Regions from separate parts of the Mus musculus genome. Here region 1 is linked to region 2. A link is a contact called in public Micro-C data. All regions are on one chromosome and are shown on one strand. The core of a region is the stretch at or near the end of the contact, and the rest is flanking DNA. Distances in the headings are between cores, read along the strand shown.

The links. A called contact is a pair of places that touch in the nucleus more often than the background predicts.
Region 1: a Micro-C map of muscle stem cells shows a contact between it and region 2, with 2.8 times the contacts expected there. The contact joins two enhancer-like sites. A contact is called at or near these places in 4 of 484 Hi-C or Micro-C datasets (cumulus cells, embryonic stem cells and muscle stem cells) and 4 of 115 datasets of contacts at active chromatin or transcription factors (acute myeloid leukemia, embryonic stem cells, extraembryonic endoderm stem cells and 1 more).

What each region holds. Positions count from the first base shown.
Region 1 is chr9:115,850,014-115,854,912 of GRCm38.p6, forward strand. No RefSeq gene overlaps it. Among named protein-coding and RNA genes, the nearest start is that of Gadl1, 57 kb to the right of the region's middle. Within about 2 kb of position 1,413, at least 3 of the 459 cell types and tissues checked have an H3K27ac peak or open chromatin away from gene starts, as enhancers often do. A contact at or near this core is called in muscle stem cells, where this site is marked.
Region 2 is chr9:115,777,628-115,782,906 of GRCm38.p6, forward strand. No RefSeq gene overlaps it. Among named protein-coding and RNA genes, the nearest start is that of D330037F02Rik, 110 kb to the left of the region's middle. Within about 2 kb of position 1,509, at least 7 of the 459 cell types and tissues checked have an H3K27ac peak or open chromatin away from gene starts, as enhancers often do. A contact at or near this core is called in muscle stem cells, where this site is marked.

The DNA of each region.
Region 1 (4,899 bases), core at 163-2,662, 72 kb after region 2:
TTGTATCTCTGGCCTCCTACTCCCTTTTCACAGGACTCAGTCATTATTCAAAGCTTTATCGGGTGAGATTTTCTTCATCCGTATTTTCAGTTGTCTCAATGAGAAAGATAAAGCCAGAGCCATGAAAGCAACACTAAGAGATTTCCATGGGGTATTCCATCCTCCCCAGTGGCCAGCTTCTACGCTCACTAATTCATTCGACAAACACTGACAGTCCTTACCTGCTGGGCCCAGACCTATCTATTGAAGTAGACCACATAGAGATGGGGCAGCCTGTGTCCTTGAACACTTCCCACCCTTCTGGAGCTGCTGACCCACAGGGCAAGACTTTGTTTACTGCTCAAATGAGTCTCCTCCTTAGCTCTGAATTAATCACAGCACTGTTTCTTGATCGCAGGTGGCAGGGAAATTTTCCACGTGCCTTTGGCCAGGGTGATGTTTGCATAATGTATGGACTCCGCATGTTTAAACTCCTCAGCGGTAGATCATTAATACCAGGTACAGTTATTGAAATGAACCCCTGAGAATATCTTTAGTTGGCAACCTGAAAGCCTGCCAAGTTTTTAAGGCTTTCCTGACAGAAGAGTGCTACTGATATTTTCTGAAACCGCCTCTTGTAGCCCAGGCTGACCTTGAACTATACATCCTCTCACCTCCACGTCCCAAGCATTGAGAACAGAGATGTGTGTCTCTATGTCTCCTTTATAGGTACTGGGATCCAACCCGGAGCCTGTAAGCCAAGCCTGGTAGGGTACCGGTTGAGTTACATCCACAACCCATCCCTCTGTTTAAAAATATCCATTTAAATCAATAACAAAAATGTCCCCAAAGCAGATAAGAGCCATACAGCAGTCTGAGACAGAATTCATAATAAGTGCATGAAATGATGGTCAATTTTCCATTCTCAGTGAAAAGGAACAGATTAAACAAGACGCAATTTCACACCTCTCAAATGACCAGCCTAGGAGACACTGGAAAATCATAGCTATTGGCAAACAAGACTTTGTAGAGCTTAAAAGCAGCCAGTATTGCTGGGGTGTAAACAAGTTTGGCTACTTTGAAGAACAATGTGGTGATGTTGAGTATTTCAGACGATTTTAACCTCCACATTCCAGAATGCATCTCAGACTGTGGTCCATGCAGCACTGTGGGGCATGCTAGGCCAGCAGCTCAAAGGCCCCTTACTTCGGCTGGTCCTATACATTTACCAAGATGCCCAGGGGCCGTGTAGGAATGTTTCAGGCCAGGAAGGCATCTCTCTTAAGATTTTTCCACACAGAAGCACAGACTTCATAAAACGTGGTTTCAATAGAGTGTATCTCTCCATTCATCTGTCTACCGACCCGTCACTCTATTACCATCTGTTATCTTTCTATCGTCTATCCAGTTTATTATTGGGGCTGGTGACGTGACTTAGTGGTTAAAGGCACTTGCTGTTCTTGGAGTGGATCCAAGTTTGGTCTCATCACTCACACCAGGTGACTCACAGCTGCCAGTAACTCCTGTTCCAGGGGATCTGACACCTCTCACCTCTTCGAGTGCCACCTCCGTGTGGCATGCACACAAGCACACACATGCACATAAATGAAAATAAATCTTTAAAATACTTCTATTAGCTATCATCTAATAACCTCTCATCTATTATCTATGATAGTCTGATTGTCAGCTGGCTGACGATCATTTAGCTTGCTAGCTGTTACCTATATCTAACCAACTGTCATTCATTCATTCATTCATTCATTCATCTTTTAACTCTTTGTTATACATTATGGGTTAATTGTTTACCTATCTATTATCTATCATCTCTACCATCTATCTATACCTATCATCTGTCTATCATCATTATCTGATCATCTATCTATCATGTATCCATATCTGTCTATCATCTTCTAACTGACCTATGGGTGATTTCACTCATCTCTCTCTCTCTCTCTCTCTCTCCATCCACCCATCCATGATCTGACCTCTGACCCATGGGTTGCTCTAGCAGCAGTTAGGCCATGTCAGAGACTGAATGGCCTGTAAAGCCTATGACATTTGTCCATGGACTGAGTTGGGCAGTCTGTACTCAGCGTAAACATTATATAGATTCAGCCTGGGACAATTTTTCGTTGTGGTATTTATCAGGTTTCCAGGTGGAGGCAATTATACACATGCATTTGCAATTCCATTTGGGGGCTTCTCACCTGAACTCAAAATGTAAATTTGAAATTCCCATTTAAGTTTTTCTTTTATCCCGCCTGCTCATGTGCCCATTGTTACTCTACTTAATAATGGAAGTGAAAAGCAGCAGAGGGGAGGATCCGATTTTCTTTGACCCCATCTTCCTGAAACTGGCAGTTTGATTGGAGATGTACCAGCTGTTTTGACAAGACCTGCTTTGCTCTGAAAGAACTGTCTGGACGTGGGATCACGGAGAGGGAAATTAGAATTACTGGTGGCTACAGTTTATGTGACAGGTGCGCTACTGAAAGCCTGTGATAATTCAAAACTCGGGTGGCTCTGGACTCATCCTGGCCAAGAATGACAGGTGTTTCTGTTCATTAACTGAGGTAGGGGCTCTGACCACAATAGCTTAGATAGGGCTCACAACTCCCTCTGTCCATGCCCGTGAAGCACCGTACTTTCTTGTTTTTTTACAGGGAGTAATTGGCACTTGTTTCTCAAGCACACATTACTTGAGATTGCACTTGCATTTCCAAATTCAATTTGCTGAAGGCAATCACTGGAAAGCTTTAGCGCAACCCGTGAAGAACAGAATAGACAGCCTTGCTGTGCACCAAGTCCCAGTCTGCTCTTTGCTGGTGAAACCTTGGAAAGACTGATCTCCACCCCCCCCCCACATTTGGAGGATCAGAGGAGATACTCCCCAGACCACCTAGAAGCTAGGGGTGACAAGTGACTGGATTTTGGCCAACAGGACATGGTTGGAATTGAGATGCACAGCTTTGAGAGAAACACATCTTCTATCTAGTCTATGCCTTGGTTCCTGGAGTAAGAACTTGTAGCTCCCTTTTGCTACTCTGTGGGTTCCTCTTTCTTCTACCCTTCTCCACCCCCTTCTCTCCCCAACCCTTTCAACCTCCTAACCCTAGATAAGAGAGAAAACGGATAGAGGGGAAAGGAAAGAGATTCCTGAATAAAGTCAAGGGTTGGAAAGGAACAACATTATCATTAGACAACTTCCTGCTGTTTGATCTTCACAGAAAGGATATCTGATTTCTTCTTCTTCTTTTCGAATGACTGCTTAACAAACCATGGCTAACAGCAACTGATAGCAACCAACCAACAACCCACCACCAACCAACAATCTACCAACAACCAACAACTCACCAACAACCCACCTATCAGGGCTCTAGCATTTACATACCTTCTGAAAAGGCCCCAGTGTTGGGAGCGACCTTGTTTGAATATTAACTGCCTTAAGTGCTTGCTGGCACAAAGTCTTGGCCTCTGTGGGAAAGTAGTAGCCCAGCTGAGTACAAATAGACATAGATCTTGAAGTCAGTGGATGACAAATAGCTATAAATCTTGTGGATAGGTGCCTAATAACCCATTCTGTTCTGATCTTCCTGCTGAACTGTTTACCCAGTCAATATCCTGTTCCTGGGAACAGGTGCATTACCCAGAGACAATGTGACCACCTTCCACACCCTTCCTGCTCCTATGAGTGAGTATATAACCTGTGTGGGAGAAATAAAAATTTGTCAGCTTGATCAGACCTCTTGACTTGCTGTCCATTCTTCGCCGTCTCTTGTTCCCCATTCTTTTCACAGGTGATCCCCAGACCCTGTTTGACTGTCCTGCGTGTCAGGGCACCCCAGAATTCCAAACATTACATAATCACAGAAACTATCTGTAGGTGGCAAAATCATACCCTTGCTGGAGCACGAGGCAAATCATAGTCAGCTGCTGTGGACAGTCTGAAACAGCCCCACATCCCACATCTGGAATTAAAATGAAAGCACATTCTCAGTGTGTGTGTGTGTGTGTGTGTGTGTGTGTGTGTTAAGAAACCACAATTCTTACTACAGGAACTAGCTGCTCTGACCCATTCAAAATAGGAAAATGTCATAGAGATAGAGGAGCAAGAAGTTATCAGTAGAGTGAACCCCAAGATGATGTCTTGTGCTCCAGTTCTATGTGCTGGCAGGTCTCCAATCTTTTGTTTGACAAAGAAATGTCTGCAATGCTTTCAGTTTCATTTGTCTGCTGCCATGATTTGAATGAAATGACCAACAAGTTTGAACACTTGTTCCCCAGCTGGAAGAGCTATTTTAGAAAGTTCTGGAACCTGTAGAAGGTGGTACCTCTCTGCAGGAAGTGGTTACTAAGAGAAGTCCCTGAGGTTTTATAGCCTGATCCTATTTCCTGTCTTCTCCCTACTTCCTGTTCCACTAAGCTGTGAAGAGATGAGGAGTCCCAGACACACATTCTCAGGTCCATGGAACTGCATGTTTTTCCCTCTATGTTGGACTGTACCCCTCACACTCTGAGCCCAGATAAACTTCCATCCTTCACATGTCTTCTTGTCAGAGACTTAGTCACAGCAAAAATAAAAGTAACCAATACAGTCAGTATTATTTTGGGTTTCTGGAAAAGGCAACCCATATAGTCTAATTAATAAAAATGGTTGGTACATTCGTTTCTCCAACATATAAAGATATGTGCAGGGTTAGGGAGACACAGTTTAAGAAAAAGACAGAAGACTTTGGGTAGTGTCAGGCACCCTGATTTAAGCTCTGGCTTCTCTATCTAAAAGACTGTATGACCTCAATCAGATTATTCTTGTTTTTATTAATTTTTAAATACAAACCAAATGTTCATTGTACATATTACTTATATATGGTGCCATGTTAAGTAAGGACATTTCTGTACAAGTATATGTTGTATGTCAAA
Region 2 (5,279 bases), core at 259-2,758:
CCACTCTATGTTTGTGGGTCTCTGTGGGTTCCATGGATCCTGGCTGGCTGGAACATTGCACTGAGGGTCTCAGGTTGGCTGGGTAGTTTTGCTTATGAGTATAATGTCTTGGAGTGCTGTGTTCTACATGAATACTGCCTCTTCCTGACAGTAGGAACTAACTACCATGCATTCAGTGTGTGCGGGTGGCAGAGCTGCCAGAGAGGGAAGCCCAACTAGACTGGAGTCATTTACCTGGCCACACCCAAAGCCAGGGGGTAATGGAGGTAGAGAAAACAGTGAAGCCAACAGTATATCACGTGACTAAGAAGCCAATTGTGTGTCACGTGACTAGAGAAGTGGGGGTTTCTACAGAAAACACAGAGTAAGATAATTATAGAATTAGACCTTGTTCTATCACGAACCTTCTAGAACACCCACAGAAAGCTTCCGTGTCTGTACCAGGTGCTGGGCCTGGCTCTGAGGCCAGGATTGGAATGAACACACCGTGGTGAGAGTAAGGAAAGCAGGGGTCCTGTCGGGTTCCATTTTTACAGAGGGACACTGAGGCCCAGAGAGAGCTTTTTCAGGTCTTTCACTCATCGAACTGCAGAGTGGAGACTAGAACCTGCACCGCAGCGGCTTCCCAGGTCTGCCGATCTTGACTTGGATCAGTGGTTCCCAACCTTTCCTACGGCCTGCCCTGAAGTTGCAAAGCATGCTCCCCGGGGCCTGGGCTATGGTTTGGGGGAGAACATAGCAGGCCTGAAGAACTGAGACTCCCATGAGCACACGGGTGACACAAACACACAATTGGGAGGATGCCCCAGTGTCCCTTGTGTTGTGACAAGACATCCGAAGCAGCTTAGGAGAGGAAGAGAACATGTCAACCAAACCTTCTTAGTCCCTCACTGAGGGACGTCAGGACGGAAGCTGAGGCAGGAACTTCAACTAGAAACCATGGGAGATGCTACTCTCTGGTCCCTCTGGCTATACTCAGCTAGCTTTCCCATGTAGCCCAGGACCAACCGCCTATGGATGGTACGGCCCAATTGGGCTAGGATCTCTTAGATCGATTAGTAAACAAAACAATTCCTCACAGACAAACCCACAGGCCAATGTGATCTAGAAAATTCCTCAATGGAGGCTTCTTCTTTCAGAAGACAATAGGCCAAGTTGCTAATTTATACTGATTAGGACAGGCACAAAATGGAGCCCCCCACCCCCCCTCCAAAAAAAAAAAAAAACCAGGAAACACCTGGGTATGCATTATCAGTCCCAGAAGCAGAAACTGAATTTATAGTGGGATTTGTCATTGTATTGCTCAGAAATCAGATCCCTATGACTGAGTGATGTGCTGCTCGTGGGGGCAGTGTTCAGGCTGAAGACTGAGGATTTATGGTGGAGTACACGCTCTCATCAACCATGACAGGACATAAAGCTGGCCAGCTCAGCTCAGCTATCCGGATGCTGCTTCTCTTTCCGTTGTGATAGCTGACAGCTGCCCAGCAGCCTGCCAGCCCCACATCAGTGCTCAGGAATCCACAGCTCTCCAAGGCCCACTCTGGCTGCCTCTGACACACCCAGGTAGTATGGCCCTGTGCTTCCCGACAGTCTGTGTGACTTCTGTGTAATGGGGGCCTCTGTTTTGTGGCTGGACCATAAAGAGCAGGCGTTACACATATGATCTATGAGGAGTTGTCAGCCAGATGGGAAGTGGTCTGCAATGGGCTTCAGGGACTAGAGAATGACCTTCGGAAAAGAGAAAGCCATGCCTCTGCACACACAGAACACTGTCACAAGCGGGAGGCTGGGAGATCTGACCTCACCCGTCAGCTCTTACTTGCTCTGTGAGGCAGTCTCCAGTTGGTCTGAATTCTTTAACCTCTTCCCAGGAACTCAAGTTTTCATTGAAACTTTAGTAGAGTTTATAAAAACCCAGATGCCCAGGTTAAACTCCCACCATGTTAAGGCAGAATTCCAGGGATCCACGTGCCATCCGATTTTAAAGCTATCTAGGTGACAGCACTGAGAATGGAGGTGGGGTATATCAACTATAGTCCATGGAGATATATCCTTGCCAAAGACAGCAGTGGCTGCCACCATCTAAAACTATCAGAAAACTAATAGAGGAGGTTTACTGTGAGAAATGACGTGGGCATTTAAATCATATTGGTTTGAAAAGGCAAAATAAATCCTGCTTAAACAAGAGGCTGCAAACAGGGTTACTCAGTGGATTAATCTTGGCAAATAAAGGATAAAGAATTAGGAGCCAGGGATGCAGCCCTCTTGGTTGATTACGCACAAAGCCCTGCCTGGATTACATCCCAGGCAGTGCATAAAGCAGGTGTGGGTGCTGTATGCCTGAGAGGCAGAGGCAGGAGGCACAGAAGTTCAAGGTCATCCTTGACTACATAAATAGGTCAAGACCAGCTTCGACTGGAAATTCTGTCAGACAGATTCCTACTGGAATCGGAGAGGTTGGCAGGTCACATTCTTATAGGGCAAAGCAAAGTATTTGGATATCACTCCAAGAGGCCACTAGAAGCTGAACAATTATGCACCATCACATACTGTCTTAGTTAGGGTTCTACTGCTGTGAATAGACACCATGACCGAGGCATCTTTTATAAGGACAACATTTAATTGGGACAGGTTCAGAGGTTCAGTCTGTTATTATCAAGGCAGGAACATGGAGCATCCAGGCAGGCATGGTGTAGGAGGAGCTAAGAGTTCTTTTGCTTTGGCATGAAGGAAAGAAACTGTACAGGTACAAGCAGGGAGCCTTGGCTTTATCTAGAGGATTAACACTTTGTGTCATTTTGACTAGGTGGGGAAAGGTTTCTGTGTGTGTGTGTGTGTATTGGGGGCATTGTTAATTGGTGCTAAGCTTGGTGGGAACCTCTTCTCCCACTCCAACTGCCAATTCATGTAAAGAATAACGTCAAGTAACCCCCTAACCCTGGTGAGAGGGCTGTAGAAAATGACTGTGGTAGGTACTTTTGCCTGTTTTTATATTTAGGGTTCTTGAATGCTTCAACCTCCCTTCTAACCCACTGACTAGAGGCTGGGGAGAAGGGTTAATAGGAAAACGGGTGTGTGGATCTGTTTAGAAGTAGTTCTCTGGGGTGACTCCACTCTTCATTGTCAGGATACCAGTAGTCCAGTCCAATAGCAAACACCAAACACAAATCAGTAGCACTGGCTAGATCCAGCAGAAACCACAAGGCTCCGCTGAATCAGCACTGAGAGTCAACGGAAGTGGCAAGGTCCAGCCGGAATACGACAAAAGTTCTTTGGCACGTTTCTCTCTGTGAACTGAAGACCAGTGAAAACCAGCAATGACTCGAGACCAGCGAAGCGTTGCCCAGCAGCAATGCGAGAGAGAGACTTCTCACTGTCTGTGGGGTTCCATTTATACTCTTTCCAAACATCACATGGCCTCTCAAGTACCTGTTGCTTCAGCAAAACATCCTCTCACAAGACAGATCCTACAAAAAAAAAAAAAAAATCTCACGACACAACTGAGTTTCCAAAGAAACCAGAAATGTCCACTTCAGTCCCTTTTGTCACAAGCCAGCTAAGGATGACTGAAGTTCCCAGGAGAGGCCTCAGGCCAGACAGAGGAAGGTGTTCACTGGTTGGTTGTTGCAGTAAACCTCAACCCAAATATGCCCCAGCAATGAAAACACAACATAATTAATATGAATATATGCTGTGTGCCTAGATTGGGCAGATCTACCAGTACACTACTATCTTCCACTTCTTAGAACTTGCTGTTTCTCCAGGCCACGTGCTTCTGCTCAGCTTTTCTTCTTCCTCCTCCTCCTCTGTGTCCCCTCCCTTTTCCATTTTCTCCTTCTTTTCTCTTCCCACCTCCAGCTCCACCTTCCCTTTTATCTGCCCAATCATCAGCTCTCCTTTATTTTACAAATTAAGGTGGGAAGCAGGTTTACAGGAAATCACCTGAGTGCTGACACATTCCATGTTCGAAACCACTCACAGAAGAACAGCATTAACATCAAATATAATTAGCCCCAGGGCTATCTACAACATTTTCCCCCTTTCTGTCCAATTAAAATATTTTATCTTAGATATAATTGAACATAACTATTACTATTTTGTAATTTATAAAGTACAAGAGACCTAACACCCAGTCCATCATCTTTGTTAATTAAATAGAACTTCTGTCATCTGCCCTTACTTAAAAGACTATAGTTCTGCACCTGGCTATGTCTTGGCTTTAGATTGAATGCCATCTGAAAACCATCCTCTCAAGCCTGTTTCTTTCAAAGTATAAAGCCTGGGTTGGCCAGGAGACTATGTAGTTTTTCAACCCCATCAGAAATTCAAGAATGACTGGTATTAACTGAAAATATATAGGAAGCCTAACACAGGTTCCAAAACTTAGCCAGTTTATAGAGACCGCTGATCACCTGGACAGTCCCTTACTTCAACACGCTGGAGCGTCGGTCTTCAGCCTACTGCCAGGGTCATCTGACAGACTTAGAGAAACAGGAATATTAAGGACTAGCCTACTCTGTCTCGGCAGAATCAAGCAGTCCTAACCTGTAATTGTGTCCTTTCTTTGGACAGTAATATGTCTGTAGATGAAATGAGGCAATTCTTGCCTAGTGGCAGTTTCACCACAACTGGAGTAACTCACAGATGCTCAGTTTCTTCTTTGAATTCAAGATAGGGAAAGCTGTCAGGAGCAGACTAGTCCCAACAACAAGTGAATAAATAATCATTAAATGTCACAGTCTGTGGACTTCTGACGTTTTTGAAAACCGACTATGTGAAGTAATCTAGACTGTTCTCTGCTAACTACTCTCAGCCATTTCTAATTAAAATAACTGAAAACACCCTAACAATAAACTCAGAGCCATGAATTTCCTATTTCGCCCTTAATTCATAGGCTTAAACATCTCAGATATGTTTATAATAACAGCAATAGAAGGACTGAGTCCAAGCCCTATACTTCAAAATTTTTAGTATCAATGACAACCTATAATAATCACCTCCAGCCCCAAAGTTTAGGGAACTGGGAAGACAACTCTTCATAACTTCTTCTGAAAGAAAATAAAACTTGAGACCTGTGATTCATGTAATGTATGTCAAATAGCCCAAAGAGTTGTTTGTGAGCTTTGAAACCTGGGGCTGAGAACATAGCAGAACATGCCCGGGCAGGCCCATCGTTAAGACATTCCTGAGGCTGCTTAGCCATAAAGATAAAGAGAGATAAAGAGAATGACATGTTGGACTGGCCTAGTTCCTCCCTATCTCCGCCCTTCTGACCT